3 separate regions of the Sus scrofa genome follow, and regions 1 and 3 are each linked to region 2. Evidence: chromatin contacts called from public Hi-C data. All regions are on one chromosome and are shown on one strand. Each heading gives the region's core, a stretch centred on a gene start, on an enhancer-like site or on the middle of the called end of the contact. The rest is flanking DNA. Distances are from core to core; before and after follow the strand shown. Region 1 has its middle 300 kb from the start of BCOR. Region 2 holds the start of BCOR (BCL-6 corepressor). Region 3 has its middle 330 kb from the start of BCOR.

What was found. A called contact is a pair of places that touch in the nucleus more often than the background predicts.
Region 1: a contact with region 2 is called in a Hi-C map of epiblast stem cells, with 5 times the contacts expected there. The contact joins the enhancer-like site here to the promoter of BCOR in region 2. A contact is called at or near these places in 2 of 5 promoter capture datasets (fetal liver and liver), 3 of 47 Hi-C or Micro-C datasets (embryonic fibroblasts, epiblast stem cells and mesenchymal stem cells) and 1 of 2 datasets of contacts at active chromatin or transcription factors (skeletal muscle).
Region 3: a contact with region 2 is called in a Hi-C map of epiblast stem cells, with 2.1 times the contacts expected there. The contact joins the enhancer-like site here to the promoter of BCOR in region 2. A contact is called at or near these places in 2 of 5 promoter capture datasets (fetal liver and liver), 13 of 47 Hi-C or Micro-C datasets (alveolar macrophages, brain, embryonic fibroblasts and 8 more) and 1 of 2 datasets of contacts at active chromatin or transcription factors (skeletal muscle).

The regions. Positions count from the first base shown.
Region 1 is chrX:35,586,082-35,588,781 of Sscrofa11.1, reverse strand. No RefSeq gene overlaps it. Among named protein-coding and RNA genes, the nearest start is that of BCOR, 300 kb to the left of the region's middle. Within about 2 kb of position 1,296, at least 5 of the 83 cell types and tissues checked have an H3K27ac peak or open chromatin away from gene starts, as enhancers often do. A contact at or near this core is called in epiblast stem cells and skeletal muscle, where this site is marked.
Region 2 is chrX:35,889,761-35,892,460 of Sscrofa11.1, reverse strand. BCOR (BCL-6 corepressor) reads left to right here and starts at 1,448. Exons shown (of 14, transcript XM_021079595.1): 1 at 1,448-1,632. LOC106506945 reads right to left here. Exons shown (of 4, transcript XM_021079602.1): 1 at 1,661-2,700; 2 at 164-388.
Region 3 is chrX:35,563,784-35,566,483 of Sscrofa11.1, reverse strand. No RefSeq gene overlaps it. Among named protein-coding and RNA genes, the nearest start is that of BCOR, 330 kb to the left of the region's middle. Within about 2 kb of position 1,358, at least 24 of the 83 cell types and tissues checked have an H3K27ac peak or open chromatin away from gene starts, as enhancers often do. A contact at or near this core is called in epiblast stem cells, retroperitoneal adipose tissue and subcutaneous adipose tissue, where this site is marked.

The DNA.
Region 1 (2,700 bases), core at 47-2,546, 300 kb after region 2:
GCCTAAAACCTGACGGAGACATACTTCATAGTTAATCTGGTTACTCGGGGTTTATTTCACAGTCAGAAGTTCTTATGATGGAAGGGGCTCCCGCTGGCTTCTCCCAGACACATGACTGAATTAATGAATGAATGAATTCAACTTACCAGAGCAGATTTAAACTGCTTACTGAAACAAAATCTCATCATTTTTCTTCCTTCCGTTTTCTTTCAAAAGATAAATACGAGCCTCATATGGATGCTGTAAGAGTCATTAATCCTTGATAACCGACTGTTTTATCTTTTGATTAAAAAAAGGCAGGCTGACTGACAGTGAGCTTACAACAGCAGGCTCATTAACAAGCCGGGTTCAGATGTGGCCTGGCAAATAAACACCCCGCATTCCATTAACCAGGCAGCACCCAGGAGCTAAGGCCTCCGTGCTCCAGGCTTAAAATGCCAGGGACAGGTAAACCGGCTTTGTCTTGCTGAACCAGCAGAAAGCGCTCAAGTTTTTTTTTTTTTTTTCTTTTTCTTTTTCAAAATGAGCGCTTTCTGCGATACTACCTGGTTGTCAAATTTTAATGGGCGCTTGTTAACAGGGACTCTGAAATATTGTGGATGTATTTGACGGTCAGCAGCTTTCTGGGGGCCCGCAGTAGGGGCTGAGCCCAGTGTATTTTAATGGGTGCCTCGCAAGCCCCGGGCGAGGGCTGCTTAAGGTGGTCCTTGGAGGTGTCCAGCCGCAGGGAGATTCGGGGCCTCCGGAGCCCAGGGTGGAAGATTGCTAGGCTCCAGGAGGGTGTGGGAGTGAGGATCCCGCAGGCTGAATTTCCTTAATATGCTAAACCCAGGTCCGGGGTGGGGGTGGGGGGTTAGCCCATCGGGCCCTCAGAGCCGCCACCGTTTACAACGCATCTCTTTTAAAGACAGATGAGGGTGCGGGTGGGAGATGGCTTTTCCCTCCCTTCCTCCCCTCTTCTTCCTCTCCCTCCTCCCTTTCCTGTTCTCCCCTCCGTTTCCTCTTCTTCCCCTGCTTCTTCCTCTGCCCCGTCCCCCCTCCTCCCCTCCCTCCCCCCTCCTCCCCTCCCCTCCCCCTCCTCCCCATCTCTCCTCCTTCTCACTCCCTCTCCCCCTCTCCTCCTCCCCTTCCTCTCCCCCCTCCTCCCCCTTCCCCCTCCTCTTTTTCCTCCCCTCCCCTTCCTCGCTTCAGCTTCTCTTCCCTCCCCCTCCTCCCAGTCTCCTCTCCCCTGCCTCCTCCTCCTCTTCCTCCTCGCCTCCTCCCGGCTTTCTCTCTCTCCTCCCCCTCTTTTCAGTCCAAGTCTCAGGGTGTCCACATGTCCCCTGTTGCTAGTGAAATGCCACTTCTCCAGCAGACTCCAGCTTGCCTGCCCGCTCCTCCCTCAGCCCCCCACCCCACCCCCACAAGCTAAGTTTGCTCGCCTGGTGGTCCGGGAAGCGAGATGGCTTCTTGGCACTTTGATCTGTGGCTGGGTCATAACACTGGGACTTAAGGGCTTCAGGGAAGGGAGGTTTAACTACCAGGGAGGAGGCAGCACAGCCCGCTGAGGGTGCAGCTGGCCCTGGGTCCCAGCTCAGAACACCAGATGCCGGGTCGTTCAGAGCAGGGGTCTTTCCCTGGTTAGTGAGAATCACTGTTTTCAAAGAAGGCCTCAAAATCAAGTTCTTGCAGGGAGCCTGGGCCTGGCAGAGTGTGTATGTGGTGTGTGTGCGTGTGGTGTGTGTGCGTGCATGCGTGCAGGGAGTGGTGTGTGTGCGAGTGCACTCACGTGTGCGCCCACCACGCTCTCGCGTCCCTGGAGACAAGGAATGAAATGAAATGCGGTGGTGGGGGAGGAAGGCGACGCTCTGCCTAGAACCGCTGGGCACCATCGTGCGTTCAGAAGAGGCAAGAGTGCTTTGCCAGTGGAAAGCTTATTTTGCCCAGCAGGACCAAAAATCCAATTAAAGAAAGAATGAGGGAAATGTGAAGTCTGGACGGAGCGCTGGCACCTCCCTGGCCGACTTCCTTGGCAGGGATCTCTGCGGAGGGGAAGGCCAATGATGGCTCTGGGGATGGCCGACCAGAGAGGCTCCCACGCGCCATAGCCAAACACAGGGGCAGCTGCCAGCGGCCGGCCCCGCCTGTCCCCACTGCCCAGCGCCACGGCCTCCCGAGAAGACCCGCCGGTGGTCCTCGGTGGCGTGGGGAGCTGGGCCGCCTGGCAGCAGTGGGAGCGCCACCCCAGCCCCGGCGGCTCTCGGGCCATTGGAGCCACCCACCCGCCCGCGCCTATTGACATCGGTGAGAATCACACAGGCAGATTAAAGGCAGCATATGGCCCCCCAACTGGAAGCCAGCGGAGCTGAACCAACACTGGCAAATTGTGTTCAAACCGCATTGAGAATCCTGGCAGCTGCACCTGGCATGGGGAGCAGCCGGCGACCTGCATACAAAGGGAGTTTTATACGCAGGGGGCGGTGGCGGCAGCGGCATTGCCACCCCCTCCCTCCCGCAGCCCACTCTCTCCTCCCCCTCCATCCGGATCTGGGCATCAGCTCTGGGAGGCGGAGAGTTATTTGTCCAGGTTTCTGAACCTGGAGAAGGGAGGCCGGGAGAGGAGCTCCTATTTAGCGCTTCAAAGCCAGGGTGATGGATCAGGGCCCTCTACTGCCCCCCACCCTGTACCTACGTGCCCCTCCCCAATTTAACAATGGCTGA
Region 2 (2,700 bases), core at 199-2,698:
AAGGAGAAAGTTTACTTTCAGGTAACCTGAAATGAAACTTGTCCTCGTGTCAAGGCTGCCTGATCAGTGACACAGAAGGGACAACTGGTTTGGTTTAGAAAACGGGGTGGCGGGGTGGGGAAGAGATAACGATACGGTATACAAGTGCATTCTATTGGATTACCTGCATATATGAATTTTTTAAAATCGCACCCTCTCTCGGGCCACCGGAAGGAGCAGGACAGGTAGCGGCTCTCCAGATGGCAAAGGCAGTCCCCCTGCCCAGCATCTCAGAATCGTGGGTTAAGGTAGATAATGCCTTCCAAGAGATGTCACCACGCAGCTGGTGAGGGCTGGGACTCCGGAGTGAGCCGCACAGATGCACCGATCACAGTGTTCCTTACGTGGTCTGTAAGTTAAAAAATAGCCACTGAGCTGGAAGTCACGCTCCCCGCCCCCACGCCGCCACCACCACCGCCGCCACCGCCGCCGCCACCACCACCACCGGCAGCCTGTGGAAGGGAAGCTACTGAACCTTGTTTGGTGGGTGTACACTCCTTTCCTGTTATATGTTCAGAATCATTTCAAATGCAGTTCCAGGCTGCCTGACCCCGAGCAGAAGCCTACAGAGAAGGAACAGGTGTGTGTGTGGGGGGGGAAATGGCTGAGACCAAGTAAAAGCTGCTTTGGCTATGTGCCCCAGCAAGTTCAAATGCTGCCGGGCTGATTGGCTGGGGGGTAGGGGTGGGAGGTTAATATATTTTTGAATAAGAGTTTCCTGTTATCTGCAAACAGTCAAAAAACAGCTAGAGAATTTATTAAGGTGTAACAGTCCTCTTAGAAGGAACAGTGCTCGGGGCTGTTTTCTCTAAAACCACTTACCGTCAGTGATTCCGTCTATCGTTTATTCAGATACTCACTTCACCAATAGTTATTAGGTGCCTACTATGTGCCAGTCACCATGCAACATGGAAAATATATAGCCTGGAAGCAAACACTACGTTTTGTAGCTGGGCCTGTACTTTTTACTCCAAGGTGAGAACTAGCATAATGTTTAAACCGCCCGGGGCTCTGGGAGACCCAGGTTCATATTCCAAGTCACTTACTAGCTGGAGTACTCTCACAGAGTCATTTAACTGAGCTTTCTCGATGCCTCAGTTTCCTGATCTGTAAAGCAGGAGGGCTTGTAAAGTACTCAGCACAGCGCCGAAGTGGGAGCTACTATTACTGTTTAGCACAATCCCCCCACCTCACCCGAGCTCTGATCCACTGCTTAGAGTATTTCCGAGGCCAGCCAGACCCGAGGCTGGCTAGACCCTCTGCCGCTAGGCTGTGGCCCTGGAAATCAGGTCAGGCGCTAGTCAAGGCGGCGTGTGTGTGTGTGTGTGTGTGTGTGTGTGTGTGTGTGTGTGTGTGTTGGGGTGGGGGGGGCTTTCTTCGCGCGCGGCTTTCCCCAGGGCCTCCGGATAGTCTAAAAACTCACTTCGGAGGAGAGGAAGGAGCGTGAAGTGGCTCTTTCGATCTGAGACATCCCCTCCCGGATAAATCCCTCCCTCCCCCCAGCCCAGCGCGGAGTGAAATCTTAGAAGCTGCCGCTGCAAGGTTTGAACGGAATGCCGGAGTCGGTGGAAGCCAGAGCTGGTCGGCCCGAAGGTCAGCGAGTTGTTTTGAGTTCTCGTACCCGGAAGGGGGGGAGGCAGGGAGGAGAGGACGCCGGGGCCCGAGAGACCCCGCGTCAGAGCAGAAATTGTTTGTGCTCCGGAACAGGCAGCTCAGCGGAAGCCGCGACGGGGGCGGGTCACGTGCGGCGGTGGCGGCGCAGCTGGCGGGGGAGCCGGGCTGGGACAAGGGCCGGGCCGGGCGGGGGTGGCACGGGGCGGCGGCTTTCGCAGCCGAGGGTGGAACCGGCGTACTCCGGGCGCTGAGAGCGAGTGGCGCCCGAGCCCGGGGCGAGGAAGGCGCGCGAGTTATGGAGGGGCTGGGGTGGGAGCCGGCGTGCTCGGAGCTCCGCGTGGTGCGGCGCGGGCGGGACGAGGGATTCCTGGGGGGTGGCGGGGGGTACAGAAGCGGGCCCCCCAGACAGGAGTGGCGATAGCGGGACCGACGCGGAGACCGCGCGGGCGTCTGAACCTCAAGAATGGAGGCGCCGCTCCTGTAGTCGCCGGCCTTGTTTTCTTCTTGCACGCAAATCCCGGAACGACCGGAACCGCCATCCCTGCCTGCGTCCCAGGGGTGCCTCATTACGCGTGGGGGAGGCTGCATCCCGCAGGGCGACTCCGGGCGGGGAGGGCTGCCGAGGCGGCTCCGCGGAGGCTGCGGGCTGGAGTCGTAGGGCACACGACCCACGCGCCTCCCCCCCCCCCGGAAGAGCGGGCGAGAGAAGGCGCGGGCCGTCTCTGGGGGCCTCCCCGGACTGTAGGAGCCGTGCAGGAGCCGCAGAGCGGGAGAGGGTGCTGAAGAGAGACCATCGGCCCCACCTTGAAGACAGGGATGGCCTCGTGGCCGGGGATGAGGAGTCTCACGCTTCCCCAAAGTGGCGAGCGCTACTCCAGCGTGGGAGGGAAAGGACACAAACTTGGCCATTCGCCGGAGCCCTTGAGAATGCCTGACTTCGGTACCCCTCCTCCCCAGAGGGGCCCGAAGAAGTGTCCTCCTCTGCTCCATAGTCCACGAGGTTCAAGTCCGAGGCCTGGAAAAGTGGAGAGTGTGGCCAGGCCTTGG
Region 3 (2,700 bases), core at 109-2,608, 330 kb after region 2:
AGTCGGACTCATCTCTGCCCAGGGCCCCTGCTGCCAAAAAGGCAGGCTCTACCCACCAGCTTGCCTGGTTGCTCTTGGAAAGTCAGTCCCCAGGCCAGACTGTACTTTGAGACCCAGAACTCTCGGTGAATGGCCACTCTGAGCCTGAATCTGAGAGCAGCGAGCCAACCCTGCAAATCTGTACGTTGAATCACAGGCTCCCCAGACTGGCTTCTGCCTGATGCCAGGAGGAGCCAGGAGGCTGGGCAGCCCTGCTCTTTAGAGACTCGGACTAAAATGAGATTGAGAGGAAGGGAATCAAGGAGGAAAAGCCTCATTGGAAAACAAAAGACTCGCTAGACTCTCCGATGGCTCCAGGAAAGCCAGTCACCCGCCGCCCAAAGACAGATGAAGTGGAGGGCTGGGTTTTTTTTTTTTTAGGGAGGGGGTGTGGGCAGAGGTCACTAGCTCGGAAAATGTGTTATATTTGACATAAGGAGGGTGGTAATTTGAGGCTGGAATGCACACGCTGGTCTGGGAGATGCAGTCCCCAGGTGCTGATCACTGGGGAGAAAGGACAGGCCAGCTAGAGTGGCAGAGAGAGATGCGTTGCTGAGGTCTTGTGTCCTGCTAGCCATTCACATACCACCTCTGTCCATGCCCGGACCTTTCTAAAGCGGATACATCCGTGAACTCTCACCTCTGCCAGCCCCGGATGCTCTGCAGACTCCTGAGACTGAGGCCAGGCCAGCACCCAGTGTCCCAGGTTGTAGAGCTTCTGGGACAGCCAGTGCCATGCTGGCAGGCTCTTTATTTTTTATTCTCTTTTATTTTTTTCCTCCCTGGAGCCACACTTTACTCGGTGGCGCTGGACTGCAGCCCCATGGCCAAGGGTTTTGGTCATAAGAGGGTCAAGGGATATTTCCAAAACCTCTTCGGTTCCTAGGAAACCGGCCTGGAGTGCGCATCCTTCAGAAGGGCCAGCAGGCTTATCCGCTGCCAGGGGACCTCTGGACACGGCAGTTCTACTCATTCTGGGGTGAAAAGGCTGGGAGGGGGGAGAAGCTCCGAGAGGGCCGGTTCCTCCCGAGGTCCGAGTTCACTCTGGCCCGTCCCCCAACCCTCGGGCACAGATGGAAGGATGCGAGGGGGCCGCCCGCCAAGCCCGCGGAGAGCTGGGCGAGCCGGCTGGGACTGCGGCGCTAGTGCCGAGCGCATCGTCGCCCGGGGCCCTCTGGGTCAAAGGCCCGCTCCTCCAAGCCGCTCTCCACTCCGCATCCACTTCTCCACGCTTTTCTGGGCCTCCGCATGGACCGTGTCCTCAGCCTCAAACACCCTTATCTAACTCCCGCCCTTCCTTTCGCTTTCAGCTTAAGCTCCAGGAAGTACGGGCAACCCCCACAGTAAACAAAGCCAAACGTTTTCTTTATCTGGAGCCTTTACTATGCTAATGTACATTGTGAACCTTCCGGAGGGGGTGGGGAGCGCCAATCTTTTCAGGAGTGTTTGGCCACAAAAGGCCTTCGCCCACCCCCTCATATCTATTAACCCTCTCCCTGAGCCGGGGGCGGGGGTGGGGGTTGGGGGTGGGGGAGAGGAAGAGATGGGGAAGGGTCCCTGAGAGAAGCTGGGGCCAGGGAGGGCCCTGGGTTTTGCTCCAGAAACCTCCTTTTCCCCTTGCGACCCCGTCCTGTGGTCTGAACGTTATTAAATAAATCAGATTTATTAGCATCAAGGTAAAATCCACACCCGTGCAGAGGCTTAATGGTAGGCATATGTGTAGCTAAGACACGTTTATACGTTGAGCATGGGTCAAGTGCATGGTCTCGGACAGTTCTTTTGGTACAGCTCAGCCAGGCCGTGACCAGCCTGTCTTTTGTTCTGCCGGGCCAGGCCTTGAGCAGGCGAGTGGCCCCTGACACGTCGTTTCGGGGCTGGCAGACTGATGAGGGCAGCCCCGTACTGGGTGGGCAGATCCTTTTCCCCCCAGATCTGCTGTCCTAGGAGGATGTGGATCCCAGGAGGCTGATCCTTGTGGATCAGATCAGTTGGGTGGCCTTGGCCACTGGCCCCCGGTTGGGTTAGGGTTTGGCCAACAGGTAAGCTGGCTGGTGGGAAGGCTCAAGAGGTAGGATTATTTATTCCCCTGGCTGGACTGCAGTTGGGTGGGGGCGGTCCACAGCAGCCTTCGCCTATAGCTCTCTCCTGTGCTGCTAACAGCCCCTACCCCTTGTCCCCTCAGCCCAGGGCCTGGTAGCAACCTCCCACTGTTGCTAGTCCCAGGGCACTTCCATATCCTTTGTAGTTTCTGTAATATGCCCACACATCTGGAAACAGCCCCTTCGCTAAACTCTTTCTGAATAACCCTCTGTTGAGTGTCCCATCGGTACCTACTGGGGCCCTTGACTCGGGCAGACAGCGTGAGCGGTGCTGTGGGCTGTCCCAAAGTCATCTCACCAATCAGCGTGAGCGGTGCTGTGGGCGGCCCAAAGTCATCTCACCAATCACAGACAAGATAGCTATAGGTCTCCATTGGTCAATTTGAATATGCAAATACTGGGTATTACTTCCTCCGTGGGTAAGCTTCGTATAGCAGTCTAGGGCCTGGCCAGGGACTCCTTGGCTCACCCCTGCCTGTGGGGTTTAGCACTGAATTGGCTTATCTGTGCAGGCTCCCCTTTGCTGCTTGTTCAGATGAGGTTGTGGGAGGGACAGGGGCCC